2 separate regions of the Gossypium hirsutum genome follow, and region 1 is linked to region 2. Evidence: chromatin contacts called from public Hi-C data. All regions are on one chromosome and are shown on one strand. Each heading gives the region's core, a stretch centred on a gene start, on an enhancer-like site or on the middle of the called end of the contact. The rest is flanking DNA. Distances are from core to core; before and after follow the strand shown. Region 1 holds the start of LOC107900892 (AT-hook motif nuclear-localized protein 9). Region 2 has its middle 14 kb from the start of LOC107900896.

Evidence for each region. Hi-C and Micro-C count contacts between places; a contact is called where the count stands out from the background.
Region 1: a Hi-C map of leaf shows a contact between it and region 2, with 2.5 times the contacts expected there. The contact joins the promoter of LOC107900892 here to the enhancer-like site in region 2. A contact is called at or near these places in 4 of 34 Hi-C or Micro-C datasets (all in leaf).

What each region holds. Positions count from the first base shown.
Region 1 is chrD08:50,906,988-50,912,145 of Gossypium_hirsutum_v2.1, reverse strand. It overlaps LOC107900892 (AT-hook motif nuclear-localized protein 9), which reads left to right and starts at 2,324. Exons shown (of 6, transcript XM_016826655.2): 1 at 2,324-3,375; 2 at 3,556-4,010; 3 at 4,538-4,605; 4 at 5,086-5,158. The coding sequence starts at 3,581.
Region 2 is chrD08:50,815,832-50,821,299 of Gossypium_hirsutum_v2.1, reverse strand. No RefSeq gene overlaps it. Among protein-coding and RNA genes, the nearest start is that of LOC107900896, 14 kb to the left of the region's middle. Within about 2 kb of position 4,014, at least 8 of the 9 cell types and tissues checked have an H3K27ac peak or open chromatin away from gene starts, as enhancers often do. A contact at or near this core is called in leaf, where this site is marked.

The sequences.
Region 1 (5,158 bases), core at 1,075-3,574, 93 kb before region 2:
AAGGAATTAAGAGAAATTTGAGAAAGATTTGAGAATATGAGATATAGATAGTTGAGATTGAATTGAAAAAAAGAAAAGAATTAGGGGTTTATATAGAAAAAAAAAGCTATTAGTGGAGGGGTTTCGACGACTATTTAAATAGCCGTTGGGAGGGGTAGCTGTTGGGAGGGGTAACCGTTATTAAAAATGCTTCTAGCTAGAAGCGTTTTCATTATTTCGACCTAGTCCCATAATTTTTCGAAAAACCAGCCCATCCGGTAATTTAAAAAAAATCGATATTTTTAAGTATTTCACCTATTATGAAAATTATTAAATAATTTATAAAACCTTATTTATGAAGGTTATATATTATAAGTAATATATTATTTTTACTTAATTTACGTATTATAAAAAAGATATAACATAGCATAAGTCGTTCTCCCCATCAAATTTATATAAGTTCTTTTATAATTAAAGCTACAGATTATTTAGACTGTGAACTCAAATATTATAAGGTTGATGTTAATTATGCAAAAACAAAAGATATTCTTGCACCATATTGTAGGATATGATACCTTTTGAGAGAATGATGCTAGATATAAGCACCACAGGTAGCTCACAAACTCTTTTATTTGAGACATTCAATGCTTCAAAATATGGTTGAGCAGATATTTGTTGTTCTAAAAATATATTTATCATATTAACAACGTCACCTTAGTATAACATAAAAAAATAAGGTTGAATCGTATTAGCATGTTGCATATTTCATAACTTCAACCATAGATAGAATTGGAATGATCTATACTTCAAAAACTACATGGAAGAAGGAGATCTTAACAATCATAATGATGCATATTCAAAATTAGATGATGATGATGATGATGATGAACTTGGTCAATACCAACAAATAATGATAAAAAGCATATCTTAAATATTAAAGAGAATAATCTTAAAAATATGCATTAGGAAACAATTAGATAAAATTACATATGATTTTTATTTTTTCTTGTTACTTGTAATAGTAATTGTATTATCAACTACTCTTTTAGGCTAACATAATACATATGATGATTTTATTTTAATTTTATTTTACTTGTTTAGAAATTATTTTTATCATATTAATAATATTTCTATAGTAACTACAATTTCTATTACTAAACATGACCTATGAAATTACAATGTAATTACACTATGTCAACCAAATACATATAAAAATTATAATTTTTTGGCTTAAGGGTGTAAATATCCCTCAAACTTTTTCAAATAGGGCAATTAAGCCCCTGTTTTTTTTGGGTACTTACTTGGGTACTTTAACTTTCAAAATGCACCAAAAAGTCTCTCAAACTTAAAAAAAAAAACAATTAAGCCCCTGCTTTTTTTTTTACACTTAATTGGGTACTTGAACTTTCAAAATGCATTAAAACGACCTTCAAACTTTTTTTTGAAAAAACAATTAAGCCCTTAAATTTTTTCGCACTTAATTAGGTATTTGAATTGTAAAATGCATCAAAAATGCTCTTTGGCCGTTAACTTTAACAGTTGACCGTTAAAGTTAACTACATTAATTTTTTTCAGCTAAAGCCACCTCGTGTCACAACCCCGGCGTGACATGTGGCAAAAAATTATAAAAAATAAAAATCAATAAAAATCATATAAATTATTAAATTTTAATAAAAAATACAAAAATATTTAAGTTTTATTAAAAATTAGAAAAAAATTATAAAAATTGCAAAAAAAATTATAAAATATTGTAGAATTTTATAATAATCATAAAAAATATAAAAGGCATCAAAAAGACTTTTTAACTATTAACTTTAACCCTTGACTGTTAAAGTTAACGACTCCTTGTTTTTTCAGTTAAAGCTATCATGTGTCGCAATACAATGTGACATGTGGCGGTGGCTTTAACTGAAAAAAAAATTAGGGATAGTTTAAGCATCCAATTGAGTAAAAAAAAGGGGCTTAATTGTTTTTTTTTTTAAAGTTTGAGGGCCTTTTTGATACGTTTTAAAAGTTTAAGTATCTAATTCAGTAGAAAAAAAGTAGAGGCTTAATTATTTTTTTGAAAAAATTTAAAATTTTTTTAATGTATTGTGAAAATTTAAGTATTCAAGCGAGTGAAAAAAAAGAAAAACTTTTTTTGAAAAAATTGAAGGGCTTTATACACCTTTATGCGTAATTGTTTTTGTAATTACTTAGTCTAAAACTATACTTCTATTAAATTCGAAATAGGCCCTAAATCAAAGCTAAACCGAATTACGATCCTAGACAAATGTCCGCAGACGTGATGTATTTTATGTCTGTTTAATTATTTATGAATAATAATGATTTCGAAATTCGTGACAATTGTAATAGTGATTTTGAAAATTCGAATTTGAATTGAATGGTATGATTAAAAGTGGCATGTAACTTCTCACACATCCAACACCAATTACAGCAACTCCCTTCCTCGCACTGTAGAGAGCAAAGCAAAGATAAAAGAAACTTTTTTGATAGCAAGAAAGAGAAACCAAGAACAAAAAGGAAAGAAACAGCTTTTATAATGGAGGAGAGAGAGAGAGAGATTTAAGGAGAAAGAGAAAGCTCTGCCCTAGAAATACTTATGCATCCCGATACGTACCTCTGTATGCAAAGGGAAGGAGCTTTTTTTTTTTTTCTTTCTTTTCTGTACTGTAAGTAATAAATAATCGCCTTTCTTCTCACCTTCTTCACTCGAAAAATGGCCTCTCTTCTTCATTTCTCTCTCTGCTTTTAATTCCCTTAACCTCCGTCAATCTTTCCTTTTTGAAAACAAGGTAAAAAACCCATCTTCTTCGCAGCTTCCTACTTTCAAAAGTCTGAACCTTTAACCCTAGTTTACTAATGTAAGTTACTTTTTTTGGAGGAAAAAATAAAGGAGCAAAAAGTTCAACCATTTCTGCTTTGTTTCTCTTAGTTCTTCTTTTCAACTTAGTTTGACTTTATTTTATGGCATTGGCTTCAACTTTTGTCTGCTTCTTTCTTTATTTTTATTATTTTTTACATAATTATGTTAGTGTGCAAATCGCTTTCTTTGGGTTGTGATTTTTGAAGTGTTAAGGTCTGGGTTTTAGCTGTGGAAGATGCTTTGTCTTAAAGGTTGGTGAGTGTGTGGACCTGGTTTTTAGTTTCCCATCTCCTTTATATCTTTAACATGACGCCTTTTTCTTCGTTTCCCGTGGTTTGGTAAGCTCTAAAACAGCTTGCAATTTTGTCTTTTTCCTTTCAACTTCTCACCTCTTCCCAATTTTCCACTCTTAATCTTTGTAATTTCTTCGTTGCTGTTTTCGCTACTTACTTTCTCTAACTATGGCGCTTCATTTTTTTCATGTCTAGATTCAAAGTGCTTTGCTTGTAAACGCTAAATGCATCTCCTTGGTTTGTTTTCTGGCTCAATTCCCTGATCTTTTGCATGCATCTTTGAATTTTAACTTGGAAAACCATAAAATATGTTCTAAGATCTATATGCTTTTCAGCTGGTTTATTTTCACCCAATTTGGAGCTCTTTTTTGGTTAAAATTTTTTGTTTGAAAGTTGATTTTGAAGGCATCATTCAAGTGTATAGGTTATTGGAGGTGAATGCATGGATCGAAGGGATGCCATGGCATTATCAGGGTCTGCATCTTACTATATGCAACAAAGAGGAATAACCGGGTCAGGGTCCGAACCGGAGTCTGGGATACACGGATCTCCAGGCATTCATCCGTTCTCTAGTCCAAATGTACAATACCAATCAAGTATTCCAGTCACTACTGTGGGATCAACCTTAGCTATGGAGTCTCCATCAGGAATTGCCCCTCATAGTGTCAATGTAGGCACACCTTCAGCACAGCCATCTAGTGAGACAGTGAAACGGAAAAGAGGCAGGCCCCGAAAGTACGGTCCTGATGGGACTGTTTCGTTGGCGCTGACTCCTGCATCAGCTCCTCATCCCGTGACCACAACACCGGGCCAAAAACGAGGAAGAGGGCGGCCACGGGGTACCGGAAGGAAGCAACAGTTAGCTTCCCTTGGTAAGACATTTGGCCTATCTCTTCTATAAATGTGTAGAGCATGATTAGGGGGAATGTAGCTTGAAGTGGCAGTTCAACTTGGTGGAATAAACCTTTTTGGCATATTTTAAAAAGGATTTTGTAGTGTCCACATATTTTAGTAATTTGATTGTGTAATATTGCCAACTGATCTGCTCCCTAGGTTTTTTCTAATTTGATTTAAAATGCAAGCTGAGTAGGGTCAGAAGCTGCTTTGGCTAGAAATAACTTAACTAATACATTAAGAGCTTGTTGGCCTCACTATAATCCATGAAATTTTAGATTAAAAAAATGTGCAAGTGACATAAATGCAGAAATTTCGTAACTAAAAGCTTGTCGGCTGAAATTTCATTCTCCTTGGTATTTTAACATGTAATCTCATATCACTGCTTGCTAGCTGGATTCATAAGCTTTTTTAAGGGCTACCTTGAGCTATTTGGTGCTTAATTCGGGTATTTTCTTGTTCTTGCTATGTCAATGATGTTGCAAATATCTAATTGTTTTGATAGGTGACTGGCTGTCCGGTTCAGCTGGGATGGGTTTTACTCCACATGTCATCACCGTTGCAGTAGGAGAAGTATGTTATTTTCTTTTCTTGATTTTATAAATTGGTACCTGGGTTTACAGCCACTAAGTTAAATACATGTGAAATCAGGATTCAGTGCCGTGTCTGGCAGCAGCCAACAGGCAATCTGTACTGTGATATGCATTTGCTTGGAAGTGACCCAGATTTGTTCATTTTAAAGTATGATGATGATGCAGATCTAGTAGACGTAGCTAGAAAATATATGAAAATATATTATGAACAGTAGTTTCCTTTGTTTCACTACCTCTTCTCATAAAATTGAAATGAAGTTTGGCATTTATAAGGAACTAACAGAGGCATAAAAGTGCATTAAGGTGTTTTCTTTTTTCTGTAATGAAAGTCGATATTGTGTTCTGAAGCATTTTTTGAGGTATAAATTCTTTAAATGTGGTACAATATTGTTCGGCAGGTTATCGTATAACCAGAAGAAAGTTCCTTTGCCTTTAAACTTTTTAAAACTTTTTCGTGCAGGACATTGCAACAAAGATAATGTCATTTTCACAGCAAGGGCCTAGAGCAGTATGCATTTTGTCAGCCAACGGGG
Region 2 (5,468 bases), core at 2,765-5,264:
CTCTGCTACAGATCATTTTCTTTGTGCTTAAGCACCAAAGACGAAATCCCTTCACTCCAGAAGTGATTCCCATAAAGAGAGCTTTCTTTGCCCTCGGATCTAACTTTGACTCCTTCACATGGTAATATGCAGTGGTTCCAAACACATGTAAGGAATCATAATCTGTAGCCGGTTTTCCAGACCATACCTCCATAGGAGTTTTTCTTTCTAATGCAGATGATGGCAAACGATTAACAAGATGACCAGCGTATGTCACAGCCTCAGCCCAAAATTGCTTGCCCAACCCAGCATTGGACAACATACATCGAACTTTCTCCAGCAATGTTCGATTCATACGCTCTGCCAATCCATTCTGCTGTGGTGTATCCCTAACTGTGAAGTGTCGAACAATACCATACTCTTGGCACACATCGAAGAACGGATCACTTTTATATTCCCCTCCATTGTCCGTCCTAAGCCGCTTGATTTTCTTGTCAGTCTGGTTTCCGATCATAGTTTTCCATTTAAGAAAAACTCTAAGCACTTCATCCTTAGTTCTCATGGTATACACCCAAACTCTTCTGGAAAAGTCATCAACAAAAGTAACAAAGTAGTGTTTTCCTCCCAATGAAGGTGTCTTGGAAGGCCCCCACACATCTGAGTGAACATATTCCAAAATACCTTTTGTATTATGGATAGCAGTACCGAATTTCACTCTCTTTTGCTTTCCCAGAACACAATGCTCGCAAAATTTTAATTTGCAAGCCTTTACACCTTTCAACAATCCTTGCTTTGCCAGAATTTACAAGGATTTTTCGCTGGCATGTCCCAACTTCATATGCCACAACTATATTGAGTCCAATTCTTTGTTGCCGGAAGCTGCAGCGACTGCTCCAATAACTGTACTACCTTGGTAGTAATACAAGTTATTTTTCCTGATGCCCTTCAATATCACAAGTGCGCCAGATGTCACTTTCAAAACCCCATCTCTCATAGTAACAACTGAACCATTGGATTCCAAGGCTCCCAATGAGATGAGATTTTTCTTCAAACTGGGCACGTATCGAATATCAGTCAGAACTCTGGTTGATCCATCTTTATTCTTTAATTGGATTGAACCTATCCTAACAGTTTTACAGGCATTGTCATTGCCCATATAAACAACTCCTCCATTTAGTTCTACTAAATCAGAGAACCACTCCCGGTTAGGGGACATATGATAGGTACAACCCGAATCCAATATCCACTCATCTGAATGGAACGACGATGATGATGCAACCAGTGATAGTTCAGAGTCACTAGTATCATGCTTAGCAACACAAGCATCTACAGCAGCTTTTCCCTTATTCTTCAGCTTTGGACAATTTTTCTTCCAGTGGCCTTTCTCATGACAAAAAGCACATTCATCTTTCCCGAGTCTGGACTTTGACTTTGATCTCCCCTTTTGAGTTTTCTTCCGAGTGTATGAACGACCTCGGACTACTAAAGCTTTTGTATCTCTGATTGAGTTTTTCTGTTTGTCATTCTTTCTCTGTTCATAACTGTATAAGGCCGCACAGACTTCGCTCAGAGATATATCACTCCTGCCATGAAGTAGAGTAGTTTCTAGGAACTCAAACTCCTCAGGAAGTGACCCCAACAGCATCAAAGCCAAATCTTCATATTTGAATGTCTCATCCATATTTAGCAAATCAGTGACTAACTGATTAAATTTGGTGATGTGATCATTCATTGTGGTACTTGGGACGTAAGTGAAGCGAAACAGTCTTTTCTTCAAGTGGAGCTTATTTTGACTGTTTTTCTTCAAAAAATTTTCTTCAAGTACCACCCACAACTTATTTGCAGAAGTCTCATTTGAAAAAGCATACCTCTGCTCTCGAGAAAGGCATGATCGAATTGTGCCACATGCCAACCGATTGATCGCCTTCCAATCTTTCTCCTGTACATCATCTGGTTTCTCTTCATCAATGGCAATGTCTAGACCCTGCTGAAAAAGGGCATCTAGAACCTCACTTTGCCACATACCAAAATGGCCCGTGCCATCAAAGATCTCCACGGCCAATCTTGCATTTGCAATTGTCGGTCTTGTCCACATGGACGATGTTGAAGCTCCTACACCGACCGTTTTCTCCATAATCTTTCAATATATACCTAAGGAAATCTTTTCTGATGTGGAAGATCAGTTTAAACTGCAACCACAGAGCATACTACGATTAACCTTCGGCTCTGATACCACTTGTTGTTCCAATAGGGTCGGAAGCGTGTAAATTATTGTACTAAAAATCACACAAAGTTCAATTCCCAGGAAAGAGAGGTGGATCACATGGATCTCTTAAATACCAAGTCTTTCCTTAGACAGAATATCCCTTCTATAGTAATTTAATAGCACAATTAAATACTACTATTATACCCTTAAATATTGAAAGAAAAATAGGACAAGAAAGAACACAAGAGTTTTAACGAGTTCGGTAAATTATACCTACGTGCTCGGGCACTAACACCAGATGATAATTTTACTATCTTCAAGATATTACAAACAAATAGAATTCCTTAAGAATTCTCAAATGAGAGAAGAGAGAAAACTAAGAGAGAAAGATTGGTTGGGATGAATTGAAATGAGAAATGAGAAATGAGAAGGCCTATTTATAGTTGAGGTTCAAGGACCAAACAATAAATAGCCCATTATCTCAAGGTCCAAAAAAAAAATTATCCCTTGCCACTTTTCCAAAGTTGGTGGTTGTCATTATTGATTGTCTCCCATTAATGTTAATGGCAACCATTATTAATTGTCTTCCATTAATGTTAACAACCCTAAGGGTATGGGAGGGCTCGGATTTCAGGATATCCACCTTTTTAATTTGACACTTCTCGGTCGGCAGGTTAGGAGGCTTATTAACAATAAATATACTATTTGTTATAAAGTTCTCAGTTCCAAATATTTTCCTGCTAGGAATATTTTCAACTCTAAAAAAGTCGATAGATCCTCGTTTACTTGGAGAAGTATTGCTACTGCATCTAATGCCTTCAAGGATGGATTCGAGTGGCAAGTTGGCTGTGGTGACCGTATTAATATTCGCACTGTTAATTGGGGGTTGGAATGACTAAATGGGGAAGCTATTAAGTCAAACATGTTAAACCATAATGAACACAGTGTTAGAGATCTTTGGCATGTTGAAAGTAGAAGCTGGAATACTTGTAAAGTGCGGGAGCTTTATGGCCAAAATTTAGGGGAGAAATTTTGTAACTTACCAATCGAGGACGAGAATCACAACAATAGAATGGTGTGGTTTCACAATTCTTTAGGAGAATATACATTGAAGTCTAATTACTCCTGGCTCCTTTTGAAGCAAATTGGGTTTGGTCCTCATAGGTTTTTTTTATAGCGATTTGGAAACTTGACACTCTTCCTAAGATCCGTGTGTTCACTTGGCATGTGGGTAACGAGATCCTGCCTACTAACGTCAAAATTGCTTCTATTCATAGTGGTTTTAGTCAAGCTTGTCCCAGGTGTGGTGCCAAGTTTGAGACTCTCGTCCACGCCCTTAAAGACTATTCGAATTCGAGGGCCACTCTAATGTTTGACGGTCTGGACAACAGTATTTTTTCTAAGAGTATGATAGATGTATAGACTAGCTGGAAGATATGTTGAGAATTCTTGACAAAAAAACAATGGCGGACTTTATGACCATTCTGTGGAATTGCTGGAACAACAAAAACAATCGAGTTTTTAGGGGAAAAGAAGATAAGGCAAAGGACATATGGAATAAGGCCAGTATGTTCAGTAAAGAATTCTGAATCCATAACCTATTAAATATGCCGATGTTATCTGCCCAGGTTGACGATAGAAAATGGGTCAAACCTCTAAAAAACTGCATTAAAATTAACTTTGACGCTTCTATTGGGAATAACAGAACTGGATATGGGGTTATTGTAAGGGATGATGACGGGTTTTTTTTGGTGGAGGTGGTGGCTTCAAAGAAATACAGCTGTCGATTGAGGAGGCTGAGTGGTATGCTTTTGACGAAAGTATTAAAATTGCGTGTCGTCTTAATATTCAAGGTGATGTGCTTTTTAAGTCAGACAGTGCAGGGTTGGTCAACAAAATAAATGGCCAGAAAAGGGATTTGACAATTATTGGCGAGCAGATTAAGGAAAGTATTAAGGCCTTTGTTAACTTTCGTTCTATTACCTGTATTTGGACTAATCAGCATTGTAACTTTGTGGCAGATCTTATTTGTAAAAAAATGTGTGGATGCTTGTAATTGGTTCTTTGATATGGATTATCCATAAGATATCCATAATGATATAATCTGTGATGCTATTTGAATGAATTTGTCTTGACCTTTGTGTTCGTTTTTTACTCAAAAAAAAAAAAGAAGAGAGTATTATTTACCGATGAAAGCTTATTTTTGTTAGCAAAAATCTTTATGTTTTCTAGTATTGTTATAAGTTTTATTTAATTATACTCCGAGAATTCTTAAAATAAAAATCATAATAATTTTTAAAATGAAAATTATGATAATCAAATTGTTTTTTATCTTTAAATCAAATTAATTTTTTGTAAGTTACGGATTCATGATTTAACTTATTTTACTAAAAAAACCACAGCACTCAAATAAAAAATCTTACAACCCATATTTCAATTTCAATTAATTCTCAACACTATTATGCAATTAATTGATATTAAAATTATTGAAATCAGGCTTTTACTTGTAACGCGAGGCTAGACTCCCCTAAAATATAAAATTTTATTTTTAATTAATTTAGTAAAATGTAAAATTATACTTCTCTAAATGATAGAATTTTAATTTAGTCATTTAAAAATTATAAAGATATAAGTTATTAAAAAATCAATTTATATTTTAATTTATAAAAATATATAATTTAATTTTAATTTTTGAGAGAACTTTTTGACTCACCCCTACTTGTAACATCATAGTAAAATAAAAATAAAGTTGGGTGTTATGGTTTTTATTTTAGTAATATAGAAGAAGGATTTAATTTGATCTAATGATTAAAAACATTATAGTTCTCATTGTTCTTATTTTAAGAGTTTTCATTATAATTATCATATTATATTTCAATTTTTCGTTCATTTGTAATTTATATTTATTAAATTTGATTTTATAATTATTTGTATTTATTATTGCTTACACTTATAAACTCTAAAAAACATTTATTAACAAAATTTTAATATTAAAGAAAAGTAATTTAAGCCACTTATTAGCAAAATTTTAATACATGAGGTAGTATGGAACAAAGGCTTTTCTAAAGTTTGCTTGGGTTGGTGCCAGAAGGGTGAAACTGAAGTTGAAAATTTTTTATTCTGATAGAAAATTTGTTGCATTTAAGTTTTCGGCTAAGTTGTACAGAATGGTTTCTTTCAATTGCCGACCAATAAATGAATGTAGACATTCTGACATGCCAAAACCAAGTCCCACAAAGCTTCAATTTCAAGGCCCACAAGCCTAGTACAATTTCAAGAGCAT